2 separate regions of the Sus scrofa genome follow, and region 2 is linked to region 1. A link is a contact called in public HiChIP or PLAC-seq data. All regions are on one chromosome and are shown on one strand. Each heading gives the region's core, a stretch centred on a gene start, on an enhancer-like site or on the middle of the called end of the contact. The rest is flanking DNA. Distances are from core to core; before and after follow the strand shown.

Region 1 (7,115 bases), core at 3,343-5,842:
GGAACAGCATTTTAGCATGTTTGAGACATAATTGGCCAATGAATCCTGATTATCAAGGTGGACCTTTGTCCCAGTCTTATCTTTCTGTCGAATAAACACATTGCAATAGGTCTTGGTGGCATGCTGGCCTCAGTTCGGAAGGTGACTAACAGCCTTTGGGTGTGGCGAATGGGAACATTCATTAGGTGCAGCTCAGAGACCAGTAAAACATGCACACAGTCTTGAATTAAATGGCTCTTTGTGGGACATGTGTGTTTCCACTGCCCACTTTGCAGCTTTTTGACAAGCCTCTTTTCTTGTCAGGGTTTTATTTTTCCAGACCATATGGTGTCCCCTGAGCTGTTTTGTTGATACTTGGTGTCCATATACTGAGAGAGGTGATTTTCCCAAAGGATGTAGTCAAAGCAGAGGTGGAGAGGGGAAATCCCAGCTTTGACTGTCACTGTCAATTTCATTGTCCAGCCGTGAGCTTCTGGCCTCTCTCACGCTGCTTTTTCCACCACCCCTGCACCCACAGGTGGAGTCAGTTCAGGGAGCTGGTGGACCGGAAGAAGGATGCACTCCTCTCCGCCCTGAGCATCCAGAACTACCACCTCGAGTGCAATGAAACCAAGTCCTGGATCCGGGAAAAGACCAAGGTCATCGAATCCACCCAGGACCTGGGCAATGACCTGGCTGGCGTCATGGCCTTGCAGCGCAAGCTGACCGGCATGGAGCGGGACCTGGTGGCCATCGAGGCGAAGCTGAGCGACCTGCAGAAGGAGGCTGAGAAGCTGGAGTCCGAGCACCCCGACCAGGCCCAGGCCATCCTGTCTCGGCTGGCCGAGATCAGCGACGTGTGGGAGGAGATGAAAACCACGCTGAGGAACCGCGAGGCCTCCCTGGGAGAGGCCAGCAAGCTGCAGCAGTTCCTGCGGGACCTGGACGACTTCCAGTCCTGGCTCTCCAGGACCCAGACGGCCATCGCCTCGGAGGACATGCCCAACACCCTGACCGAAGCCGAGAAGCTCCTCACACAGCATGAGAACATCAAAAACGAGATCGACAACTACGAGGAGGACTACCAGAAGATGAGGGACATGGGTGAGATGGTCACGCAGGGCCAGACCGACGCCCAGTACATGTTTCTGCGGCAGCGGCTGCAGGCCCTGGACACCGGGTGGAATGAGCTCCACAAGATGTGGGAGAACAGACAGAACCTCCTTTCCCAGTCCCACGCCCACCAGCAGTTCCTGCGGGACACCAAGCAGGCTGAAGCCTTTCTCAACAACCAGGTAACTCCCTCTCTGCCTGACCTGCCTTCCCATAGCCCCGGCTGTCTTTGGAAGCATTCCCACCTGGGCTGCTGGTTTAAACCTGGCCTCTGTGAAATTAGAAAAATAAGAGGCATTTGTTATTTCATGACTTCTAAAGCACTGAAACCCATCACAATGTAGGAGATAGAGTCGAAGTTTTCCAAAGGGGCAGTCTTGCCTTGCAAAGTACCGTTCTCCTCCAGCCTGGACGAGGACCTCTTGTGTTCACAGAGTGTCCTTTTGGTAGCTTATTAGATTTTTAGGCAACATTCTGTGGGATATTAATCCAATCTAATTAATCTAAAAGGTACAGTGGGGATTTCTTTTTTCTTTTTTCTGAATGGTTCTGTCTTCCTTGTTCTAAGAGTCAGGGACTTCCCCCAGTGACACAAGGCAGGGATTAAAGAAAAAGAGCTGAGGGTGGTCACCAGCATCGGGTTGATAATCGCTCTTAAAAGCTTTGGACTGAAGGTCTGTCACTCTTGCCTTACAGGCACACCAGCCGACCCTTGTGGCTACTGCACAAGCCTTTGTGTATGTCCCTCACTCATTTTGGGAAAAAAATTTAGAGCCATTAACCACTTAGGGAAATTTCAGTCACTTTTAATCCTCTGGGATTCTTCTCCTTCCCAGCTTTATGTTATCTGACTCCGTAGATAACTTCATTTAAGTGTAATGAAGGACATGTTGCATGGAAATGTAGGACGTAGGAAAGAGCGCTTTTGTTATTCTGAAATCGAGTTGTAGTTCGAGTTCTCATCCTGCTGCTATTGTGTTTTTTCCTTTTTAAATAAGGAGTATGTCTTGGCCCATACTGAGATGCCCACCACCTTGGAAGGGGCTGAAGCAGCTATTAAAAAACAAGAGGACTTCATGACCACCATGGATGCCAACGAGGAGAAGATCAATGCAGTCGTGGAGACCGGCCGCAGGCTGGTGAGCGATGGGAACATCAACTCGGATCGCATCCAAGAGAAGGTGGACTCCATCGATGACAGGTATGGTCCTGAGGTCCTTAAGGGCTTCTTGCAACCTGGGACTCTCCTGCGTCGGAATCATTGGCTCAAGTCACATGTCTGAATCACTGGTCAGTGTCCTTGGGGCTGTGGTTATAAATTCCCCATTGGGCAGGATTTGGGCACCTAGCAAAATTTAATCTACTCGGGAAAAGAAAGCCTGAGAAATAGAACCAATCCTTAACCTTAAGGCGTGTGACATGAGCAGCCGTGTGGTGTAAGCTGTGCGCTTTGAGAAGTGACACACAACATGTCACCCAGTAGGACCTCAAGAGCCAAGCGCTTCCCCAGCCAAGCCCACACTCAGCTTTATCCACACGTGCCTCTTCTGAGGCCCTTCAGGAGGAAGTGGGGAGAGAGCAAGGTTTGCTTGTCCTGGCTGAGCCACAAAGGAACATCATCAGGCCTTAGAAAATTGGCTTGGACAGTGCTGTAATGGGATCTTTTTCATAATAAGAGCAAAGACCCTTTCCGCCTTCTACTGGAGTCTCTCTAAGATTAGATGCTTTTATTTTATTTCTTTGCAGCTCTAAAAAGATTTTTCTCCTTAACTGAAGGCCAGTGTTCTCTGTTAGCCCCTTACCCTCTCACTTGGCCTTGGTTACCATTAAAGTAGGAGATCTGGGCAGATCTGACTTGGATGCACCGGCCTGGGCTGGTTTTGAGCCCACCACTTCTTGTCTGAGTGTGGCTTATCTGGGTCAGCCACTAGTCTCTGTTCCAGCTGATTTCTGATCCCAGTTTAGGCCGGATTTAAGGTCTCATTGTGAGACTGATGTCATCGAGAAACAAGCTCTTCCCCAAGGCTTCTCTGGCCTCCAAGTGCAGTGAAGAGGAAGAACTTCTTGCAGAGAGCAATTCCTTACTTAACCACATCCAAGAGGGTCTCCTGGGACCCTGAGCCAGATGAGCTTTTTGTGATACACAGTGGAGAGGGGAATTCATTCCTCTTTCCCCGTAAGGATTGAGTTCCTGGCTTTAGGCAGTCTGTCTTCTGCTCCGATTCAGATCCTAAACCTTGTGCTCTAAGGGTAGTACTATGGAATAGGGTATGAGGTATATTAATTATAGTCTTGCATCCATTGTTTTTAAAAGAGCTCCAAAAAAGAAAAAAAAAAAAATCTCTTTACCAAACCCTTCATACTGAGTGTGAGAAACAAGGATTGGGCAGGACATTCTTCACCTGGAGAAAAGAATTTCTTTTTCTCCTAATGTTAAATCTCTTGTTGTTTTGTAAACAAGGTACCCCACATCCCTCGGTGTTAGGTGCACACAGCCAGTTTCCTGGGGGCAGGCTGGGCCGTTGGGGACACGTGTGTTGAGGCCGGCATGCAGCTGCCTGGCAGCTTCCTCGGTTTGTTTATCTGTCCCTCGGTGCTGCAGCTGCAAGGGCTTGTTGGGAACAGGTGGTGTTGTCAGGACCGGAGACTCCTGGATATGAGAGAGCATTTCAGCAGCTCTCAGTTGTGGCCTAACCTTCCTTTTGCCCTTGACTCAGAGCGGGGCTCCTGGGGTTCCAAGACCTCCTGAGGATTTCTGTTGTTAACAGCCGTGGAAAGAAGATCCTTTACTATCCATAAGGGAGGAGGGACAGGGCTTTCCATTGATATCTGCCCTTGGAAGGACTACATTTTCTTATCTTTCTCAGCTGGTGTTGACCAAATTCTGGTTTCCCTTTAATATCCCCAGAGGCTTCCAGATCTGAAACTGACTCCTGGGGATACTGGTCTGTTATAAAAATATACAAATCTGATTTTCCAGGTGGTGTCAGGGCACAAGCTAAGTAAATATCTAAACCTTCAGATCTGATCCTCATCCAGAAACACTCTGACGTTCCCGTGAAGCTATTTTTGTAGAAGGCAAAATCATTATAATATGCTTACGGTCCGGAAATCTCGTCAATTACCCCTGAGTTTGTGGAAATGAAAAATACTAGAACAAAGACACCAACTCTTCAGCAGTGTGGGTGGGGTGTGAGAGGCCCTTAAAGTGCTTGCGGCTGGATGGAAAGGCGCCTCCTGCCCAAGCCCACTCGGGGGTGCAAACAGGCAAGCTTCTTGGCTCAGAGGAAAATTCCAGCCACAGTGCAGTCCTGGAAGAAAAGGAAAAGTGTCCAGTTTCATAAAGGCAGCCCCTATCTCACATAGGAAAAAGAAGCTTAAAAATTATCCACCCGCTTTATTCAGGACCTGTGACTCTTACTTTCCACAAGAACCAGAGTTAAGCCCTGCATCTGCTTCATGTGAGGAGATGCTTTGGAGTCTCATGATTGGAGTAGGAAGTGAGCGATGGGAAGAAAGCAAAAGATGCAAGCTCACCCCAGACAGAGAGCGCTCTTATTAGGGCTCTGTAATAAATGCCACCAGATGGAACCTTGAATGTATCTCTTACATAATCAAGACTCACACGCGCCCCATGGGTTTCTACCTGGACAGCTTTTCTTCAGCAGAAGACAGACCGGCTAAAGCCAGGAACTCAATCCTTACGGGGAAAGAGTAATGAATTCCCCTCTCCACTGTGGGAACCGATGGTCAAGTTCCCTCTAATTAAATCCACGATCCAGCCTTGAAAGACCTTCCCGGGTTTCACTTCCTCTGGAAGCCCCTGGGTAAAGCCATGCTCACTTCTCTCCAGGGTTTTGTGAGTCAGCAGCAGTCTTCACTGTCTGGGTAGCTGTTGTTCACGCCACAGAGCACATCGCTCAGAGGCCTTCCCCATGCCCTCCCGATCCGTGTCACTTGGACCCTAACTCACCCCTTGGCCTGTGCTTCCTTCATGGCACTACTGGGAGAGAAAAGTTGTCCAGGTGGAAATCCATGGGGCCCGTGTGAGTCTTGATTATGTAAGAGATACATTCAAGGTTCCATCTGGTGGCATTTCTCTCTTAGTGAATTTTCTCAGTGTTTGAAGTTATTTTTACTTCGATTATTTCTGTGAGCTTCCAGGTTGCATGTCCTTTTTTAACTGATTCCTCCCCGCCTTCGTAGCATTTTCTCCTGATGCCGGGGAAGGGAATGGGATCTTTTGTTCAAGGGCTTTGACTGAAGGCAGGACTCTTGGATTTTATGCCTTGACTTCAGCTCAAGTTACCTTCCTTCTGATGGTTCACTTTATTTTTCTTAAACCTCCCTACAAATAGTGACTGGAATTTGAGGGTTGGGAACTTGAAGAACTTTTCTCGACATTCCTTCCCCACCCACATTTTTAGATGACTGATTCTTTTAGTCCAAAAATCACTAACAGTCTTTAAAAACTTTTTTAAAATTTTTGATCTCTGAGAAAGGAAAACACTGAAGTAAAGGGACTTTGGCCCTTATTTTTGTTATAAAAGCAACGGTATTAAAAATGGGGGGGCGGGTCACATAGAAACTACTACCTTTTGATCTCATCCTTCACACCTGTCATTTTAGTTTTGGCTTTCCAGTCTGTGCCTTGGAGTTTATATCACTGGCTATGCATAAACCCTTTTCATTTAGCATATTACATAAGTAGCAGTTTTCTATTTCTGCATTTGCCTAAGTGGTATAAACATATTAAGATTCTTCTCCCAGAAACTTGAGAACCCCTTTCAATTTAAAAAGAAAAAAGTCACCCTGTGTATCAAATGTATTGAACAATTCCTGGACAGTATTGCTTCCATTCACATCACTCCCTGTGTTCTGTGGTTGCTGGTACCTGCAGACGCCGAAGGCATTTCCCTTCGGTCCCCAGGCAGATTGTAGCTGCAGTACTGCCACTGTCCCTTGTTGTCAGCACTCACTGCAGGCCCCTGTGACACATGCATCACTGTAAGATCTTTCTTCCTCTCGGAGAAGGTTTTTTAAAAGCCAGCCCTCCCTGGGCTTCCCTTCCTTGGCATTGTAGTGAATCAGAGGCTGTGCTGTACCTCCTACCTGCCCTCGGGGCTGACAGGGCTGGTGGCGAGCCCTTGCTCAGCCACCACAGCAAGAAATAGCTTTGGGAATTGGAATGAAAACCCAGACCTCCTGATTGGCACAGTTCCTCTGCCCCTCTCGGTACCCTGCGCTTAGGCTGCCTGGCTCGCTGGGGTCCCTCAGGAGTACAGAGCAGCTGTCTTCCGGCAATGCTTCTCCATGCTCAGTGTGGTGTGGGTCTCCGTGAGACAGTCAAACCGCGTGAAGGCACGGTTTGCCTTTTGCCTGGCACCCCCAGCATTCTCAGCTCTTCTGCACAGTCTGATGGAGAAGCTCTGGGCATGTAAAGGAGGCCTATGGGTGAGTTGTGGCAGGTCTGAGGGGCATGCTGAGAAGCCATGCACGGTGTCCGGCCTGGGGAGCCAGTGCCCTGTGTCCCCTGTCATTTAACAAGTTCTTGTAAGTTTTCTGGTTAAGGTTTTGTGCTTTAACTTCTTTAAACCTTGGTGACCCTTCTCTGCCAGTAAAGAATGGGATCGAGGCAGTAGATGATCTCACAGGTCTAAAAATTTTTATTCCTGGTTTGTGGTTGTTTTTGGTGAGTTTTTCTCAAGATGGGAATTTGGTGATCAAGAAAGGTTCGTTTAAAGCTAGTTACATGATTTTATATATATATATGTTTGTTACCATGTATGTGGCCTGTTACCCAGTTGAGTTTCCTGAGGATCTGTTTCCTGTTCTCCCTCAGTTCCTAGCATGGAGACTTCATACTCAGCACATGCTCAGATAGCTTTTTCCAGCACCAGATTTATGAGGCTCTTTTGACGGCATCCTGGCCTGTTCTGTGGCTGCAGCAGGTGTTTGGGTCTCTGGTACGATGGCTTACTTGTTTGGAAGATGCTAAACTCTCTTGTTTATCTTGTCTCCCT
Region 2 (6,715 bases), core at 2,334-4,833, 400 kb before region 1:
TACCAATTTATACATTCCTTGTCTTTATCTCATTAAAAGTAAAAATCATGAGACTCTCTTGGGCAAACAGCAAAAGTTGGAATTAATCTCATCAGTCTGACAGCCAGCATTTGGCTCAATTTTAATTTGAATTTCCTTGAATTTTCAACATCACCAATTTTATTCGGCTAACCTTAAATGGTGAGAACAGAAAACATCTACAACAAGAGCGAGCTACTCTTCTTAGATTAGAAATAAAATACTTTACATAACTAAGAAAAAGCCTATCTTTAGATTTTTCCTTACTTCCTACCTCTTTCCAAAAATGTGATTTACAAAAATTACAGAATAAATCTGGGTGTAAGCTTTTTCTGTACTTTTTTTTTTTCCCAGACCACTTTCGTATTAACTATTCAGAGTAAATTTCAGGAGTTTGAGAGCTTGGTTTGTTTATGAGCCCAGAATTTAGATTCTGGTATAAATTTAAATAGTCTGAAGCATTTGGTTCTACAACACTGTGTTAGAAATGGTTTGAAGAACTGCTTTCTGTTCTGGATAAGCCCAGACTGCTGTCTTGTCTTACATAATTTGCCACAGATTTTTTTTGGCCATGCCTGTGGTAAAAGGAAGTTTCTTGGCTAGGGCTCAAACCTGCACCACAGCAGCAACCTGCTGCAGTAACAATGTCGTGTTCTTAACCCTCTGTGCCACCAGGGATTTTGCCACTAAATTTTTAATTCCTGTCAGAATTATTTTAAATGGGAGAAAGTTGAAAACCAGTTGACCAAAAGAACTTTAGTTCTTGCTCATTTCTAATATAATTTTAATTGGTTCATCTTTAATTTAGGAAGCACTTTTCCTAGTAATTTATCAGACATAGTTCCTTTAAGTCACACCTTACCTAGGATACTGCCTTAATGGGTTTTTGAAAACTCATGTTTTCTTATATTCCATGACTAAGTGGTACAATGTTTTTTATTCTTTATTCCTCTTTTTTTTTTTTTTTAGGGCCGCACCTGCAGCATATGGAGGTTCCCAGGCTAGGGATCAAATCAGAGCTGTAGCTGCCGGCCTACACCAGAGCCACAGCAATGCCAAATCCAAGCTGTGTCTGTGGCCTACACCACAGCTCACGGCGACGCTGCATCCTTAATGCACTGAGCGAGTCCAGGGATTGAACCTGCAACCTCATGGATACCAGTCAGATTTGTTTCCACTGAGCCATGATGGGAACTCCTATAGTGGTACTATTTTTTATTTGGCAAACATTATTTTCTTTATTAAACAAAGCATTGGCTTGGGCTGTGTTTCTAACAGATAAGCAGTGTAAGGGAGAGTGAGTGAAAGACAGGGCAGCTCCTGAATGTGAGGTGCCTTTGAAAGTGGGTGGCTCAGGAATCCACGTTAGGACATTGGTATTAAGGTTCTATTACCGTTAGTCTGCTCTTAATACTATGATTGCAAAAAAAGCATTTTTTGGTTGTATGACCTTGACCAAATTCTTTAACCTTCTTAAACCTCTCATTCCTTATGTGTTAGGTGGAGACTGTGTCTGCCTTACCTACCTCAAAAGGTTGTTGTGAGGTTTAGATAAAAACACTATATAAGAAAGTGCTTTGTCATGTACAGAACCTATAGACATTAGTGATTATGTTTGTGGGGCAAAAGTAGGCAGGGTGGGGGAGAAGAAGGTTGCTCTTAAATCGATTCCTGCAGTGTGCCTGAAAACAGTTCTCAAACCTAAACAGTTGAAAGAGGGCCAGGGAAGGGACTACCAGCTGGTGGCACAGCAATGACAGGCCCTCATGAAATCCAATTCCAATCATTTCAGGTAATAGTTGAGTATCTGCAGTGTGCTAGGCACCATCTTGTTTATTAGGGATACACGCTATGATAAGATAAAGTCCTTGCCTTCCTAAATTTTCCAGTCTAGCTGTGGTCAACCCTGCTGTGTGTCTCTAGCTAAGCCAGGAGAAGGGCTGGGCAGAGTGTGATTGGAGCAGAAAAGAAACTGGTTCTTGTGACTGGGTATTGCCTGTTTTTTTCTGTCATTAGGACAATTTAAAATAATCCATATTTTTAACCATTTAAATCACACAGAAAAAAATATTAAAGGTATTTAAAATGATTTGTTGCAAACAAAATCCTGTAATAACACTTTTTTTTTCTTTTAAAAGATGAGGAGTGACAGGACTAGCTGCTTCTTTTCAGTTTTGTCGTGTTTCAGCTTTCCTATATGGTTTTTTTAGGTTTCAAGGACCTTACTGTCACCATGAGTTTTTACTTTCTCGCTTGTGTTCTTATTATGGGACACTAAGTCTTTGGGCATCATTTAAATTGCATCTTTTGCATTCAAAAGTTAAATTGCTAGTGATCTTTATTTTTTGACAATTTTTAATGGAAATAAATGGGTAATACATTATTCATACTAATGAGGACCCAATGACAAAGACTACTCCCAATTAGCGATAATCATTTTTTGGCTCTGGAATACCTAAAGGATTTTTTCTCTTATTTTCTGAGACAAATAGTAAAATGGACCTTCGCTTTCTGATTATACAGCAGTGGGGGAGGGGAGCTTTCCAGAAGATACCAAGTAATACATGGACTGTAACCTAGGATTAAAAACTCACTGCCATTGGGTTGTGATGTTCATTGGACAGCTATAAATGTTATAAATCCATTGAGTAATATAAAAATAAAACCTCACTGCAGGAGTTCCTGTTGTTGTTCAGCAATAACAAATATGACTAGTATCCATGAGGATGTGGGTTCGATCCCTGGCCTTGTTTAGTGGATTAAGGATCCAGCATTGCCCTGAGCTGAGGTATAGATCACAGATGTGGCTCTGATCCCATGTTGCTGTGGCTCTGATGTAGGCTAGTGGCTACAGCTCCAATTTGACCCCTAGCCTGGGAACCTTACTGCAGAAAGTCCAGGGGCTGAAGGGGCTGAGGATAATCTGGGCCTAAATAAATTCTCTACTGTGTCTGATTAATGTTGTATTCCAGTAGAGTTACCACTTTGGTGCCTACTTGAACATAAATATTTAGAGAAAATATAGGAAAGTTTTTGAGAAAATGAAGTCTCGTATATACACTCCAGTCTTACTTGTTTGTATTTACTGCAGAAATCACAGACTTGTACCAGTGTGACCCAAGTACTCACCATCACTGTAAATTCACGTGGTGACCTGGGTGCTTAGCCAACTCTACATTCAGTATTCAAAACCAAAAATATTTAAATACCCAATTGAGTAAAAACTGATTCAACTGGATAAGTCTGGAGCCATCATTTAAAGATGCTGAACATCTGGAATTTTTATATGCATTGGTGAGGCCACAGTTTCCTCTGACAGACAATCCATTCTTATTACTGGCTGTAGGCAGTAATAAAGGGCAGAGTCAGGAAGGACAAAGAATTTACAGAGCAGAATTTTCAATAATGTGTTGATGTCAGGAAAAGAGTTGAGCTGTTTCTGATAAGAAAGAAGTGTTAATTTTAAACAGCTGTGAATGTACGTTCTGAGCTCTTCTCCTGAAAACTAACAGCAGGGTAACTCATAGGCCACGGGTCACAAGATGAGTTTGAGTAACCAACCCTTAAGTGAAACCAAAGAGGGGGGAAGTAAATACTGGAAGAGGTGACAGAGTTCAGCCCTGGAGTGGAACACAGTCTTCTATGATTCCATGTTCTTGACTCAGGTTTAGATTTGGCAGTGGCTACTTCCTCCACTAAACCCTTGTCACTACCTTCCAATGAATCAACACTTAACAGTAACTATGAAGCACATGGTAAAGCTCTGATTTAGGAATAATTTTTGATGGCATTGAAAATTATACAGCATTCCTGCTATCCTGGTTAATTCTTAGTAGCACACTTAAGAAATGCTTAAAGAAGTGTGATACAGTTTTTCTCCAAAAAATAATGGAATTATGATAAGCTGCCTAAGTCTATGAAATTGGGTAAAAGCCTGTTATTTTGGCAAAGATACTTATATTCTGAAGGTCTGTTTGCAAGCCATTTGGTACAAATAGTGAATGTGAACTGAATTTGGAAGTTGAGTGCTTCACAGTTTCAAATTGGACCAGGCATGTGAAGATACATTGAATTTTAAATTCAGCCTTAATACCTGTGTGTGTTTAGAGCATCTTTTTTCAAAAAATGAATAACTGTCCTGCCCTCCTCCCCCATCCCTACCCCAACCCCAGGCAGTTTAGCCAAGTATTAGATGTTTAGGGACTGGGAATTTTGTTCAATTCTTCTTTAGGAGGTTGGAGTAAACCACTTTTTCTATCTCTTATTTCTTTTGCTTATGGAGTGTGCACATTATTTCTGGCTCCTCTGCTTCTAAAGATGTCATACATGTCATACTCTTTGTGATAAAGCCTTAAAATATCAGAAATAGTGATATTTTAAGGCTTTATTAACTAAGGCATTATTATGCATATGAAGGGTGGTACCAGTATTGCATAGAATAAGAACAGAATCATGTAAATGGATGTTACATCATTTAATCTTCATTTTTATTCATATTTTATAAAAATTCCACAAATATTTGAGACTATGAAATGTGATACAGAGGTCTACACATGATCATTTTGAGATTCCTCCTCTGAGATCACAGCTTAAAAATTCCGGGATTGAGGGTCCAATTGGCCTTGTCAGAATGGAACCAGTCAGTATGCAAAGCTGCCGCCATCTTGGTTTGATTTTGCAGAACTTCCAAATCTTTTGCTCAAAAAGCTAAACCACAGCTGCTCTTCAAGATAAGCCCTGATGACAGAGTGGCTATAAAAGTAGCATCTTATCACAGAAAAAGAGAAGTATGGACAGGCTCAGGCTGATTTAACAATAGCTCCTAGTTCTTTGAAATGAAATGAAGATAGATGGAACTAATGAATTTCAATGCCTTATTAACTTTCTTTTGGGAAAGTGATCACATTTACTATAAATTAGGAAGGAGGAATTTATATGAAGTATGGAAACAGATCAGAAATGAATAGACATATAGGATCAGGCAGAGCTTCAGCAATACAAGGACTAAAGACAGTAATTCAGATTATCATTCTGTAAATGGGTAGATAAGAATAATAATAATGGCAACAACTAACATTTAAGTGGCACTCATTATTTATTTGACACTAGTATATATAACATTTAGATTTTTTTTGTGTGTGAAGCAGGTGCTGTCTTTATCCCTATTTTAGAGATGAAGAAATTATGATGGTATACAGGGATTAAGAATCCTAAAGTTCTGCTAGCTTTCAGACCTGGGAAACCTGATTGCACAAACCACACCCTTAACCTGTGTGTCATACTGCTTCCTATGAGTTTGAAAAGTAGATTCATGTTTCATCCATGTGTGTTAGTGGGGGAGGGAATCATGTGGATGGATAGAATATGGCCCTCACAGAGGCCATGTTCTGGATTACTTAAGAAGTGGCACAAATACTTTTTTTTTTCTTTTCAGGTCTGTCTGTGCCTTGTGTTTTTAGTAAATTTAATTAATTAGTCTTTAGGCCCACACCTGTGCCATATGGAGGTAACCAGGCTAGGGGTCAACTCAGAGCCACCGCTGCCCGCTTATGTTACAGCCACAGCAACTCAGGATCTGAGGTGTGTCTGCAACCTACACCACAGCTCATGGAAACGCCAGATCCTTAACCCACTGAATGAGGCCAGGGATCGAACCTGTGTCCTCACGGATACTAGTAAAGTACCCTCATGGATACTAGTCGGGTTCTTAACCTGCTGAGCCACAATGGGAACTCCCACAAATACTTTAAACACCAAGGTAATCCTTAAAAAAAAAAAGTTCCAAAAGGCATTGGGTATTGTGGAGGTCTCCTTTTGAGTATTTGAGGGACCAGTAACAAGGAGACTGACACTTCACAGGAAGCTGGATGGGAGGCAAGGAACCCAGTCAGAGTGGACAGGAGTAAAAATCAGAGGAACACTAAATCAGGGAGAGGCAGGAAGACCTTGACAAAGGATTTCTTATATTCTCTCTCCCCTGCTGAGGGCTGGAGTTGGCCTCAAATTCAGATGCATGGCTATAAGTCAGGTTAATTTAATAGATTCAGCTCAAAAGGAAAGAGAAGCAGGGCATAGAGCCAGGTAGGCCATTACAAATTGACCCAACTGAATTAGAGGTCCAGGCAAGAGGCTGACTTTACTAATATTATTTTTCCACCATGGCAGCCCCTGCTTCTATGGAAGATGGTAGGAGATTATGTAGCAGTGACATTAAATATCCAAGGACTGTGGAACAGGGAGATGAATTTTCATGTCATAACAACAAATTCAATAGAATCTTTTCATACATGTCTTATGGTCTAATCAAAGTTGTTATTCTCTTATTTTTTAAAAAACATAGTATGTTACATAATATGTTGAGTACAGAGTTTTGCTAAGCCATTTGGGAGATTATTAGGAAGAATAATTAGATATGAAATTGTTATTTAATTATTCTTATCACTTGTTTATGCTTTATTCTTATCACTTGTTTATGCTGTCTTATAATAACTTTTAGAAACTGTATATGATTTGGGGAGCACTTGATTTGTATCCTTAAAAGCTAGTGTGAACAATTCAAGGTGGTAGTAGTTTGGAAAATCATTTGTTTAACAAGTTCTCATTTGGAGTTCCTGTCATGGTTCAGCGGAAACAAATCCAACTAGGAACCATGAGGTTGCGGGTTTGATCCCTGGCCTCGCTCAGTGGGTTAAGGATC

What was found. HiChIP or PLAC-seq counts read pairs in DNA pulled down with a chosen protein or histone mark.
Region 2: a contact with region 1 is called in an H3K27ac HiChIP or PLAC-seq map of alveolar macrophages. The contact joins two enhancer-like sites. A contact is called at or near these places in 2 of 2 datasets of contacts at active chromatin or transcription factors (alveolar macrophages and skeletal muscle).

Annotation. Positions count from the first base shown.
Region 1 is chr3:86,617,003-86,624,117 of Sscrofa11.1, reverse strand. SPTBN1 (spectrin beta chain, non-erythrocytic 1) reads left to right here. Exons shown (of 36, transcript XM_021088218.1): 16 at 518-1,274; 17 at 2,091-2,293. Among named protein-coding and RNA genes, the nearest start is that of EML6, 83 kb to the right of the region's middle. Within about 2 kb of position 4,592, at least 25 of the 83 cell types and tissues checked have an H3K27ac peak or open chromatin away from gene starts, as enhancers often do. A contact at or near this core is called in alveolar macrophages and skeletal muscle, where this site is marked.
Region 2 is chr3:87,013,904-87,020,618 of Sscrofa11.1, reverse strand. All of the region lies in intron 4 of ACYP2 (acylphosphatase-2), which reads left to right. Among named protein-coding and RNA genes, the nearest start is that of C3H2orf73, 94 kb to the right of the region's middle. Within about 2 kb of position 3,583, at least 13 of the 83 cell types and tissues checked have an H3K27ac peak or open chromatin away from gene starts, as enhancers often do. A contact at or near this core is called in alveolar macrophages and skeletal muscle, where this site is marked.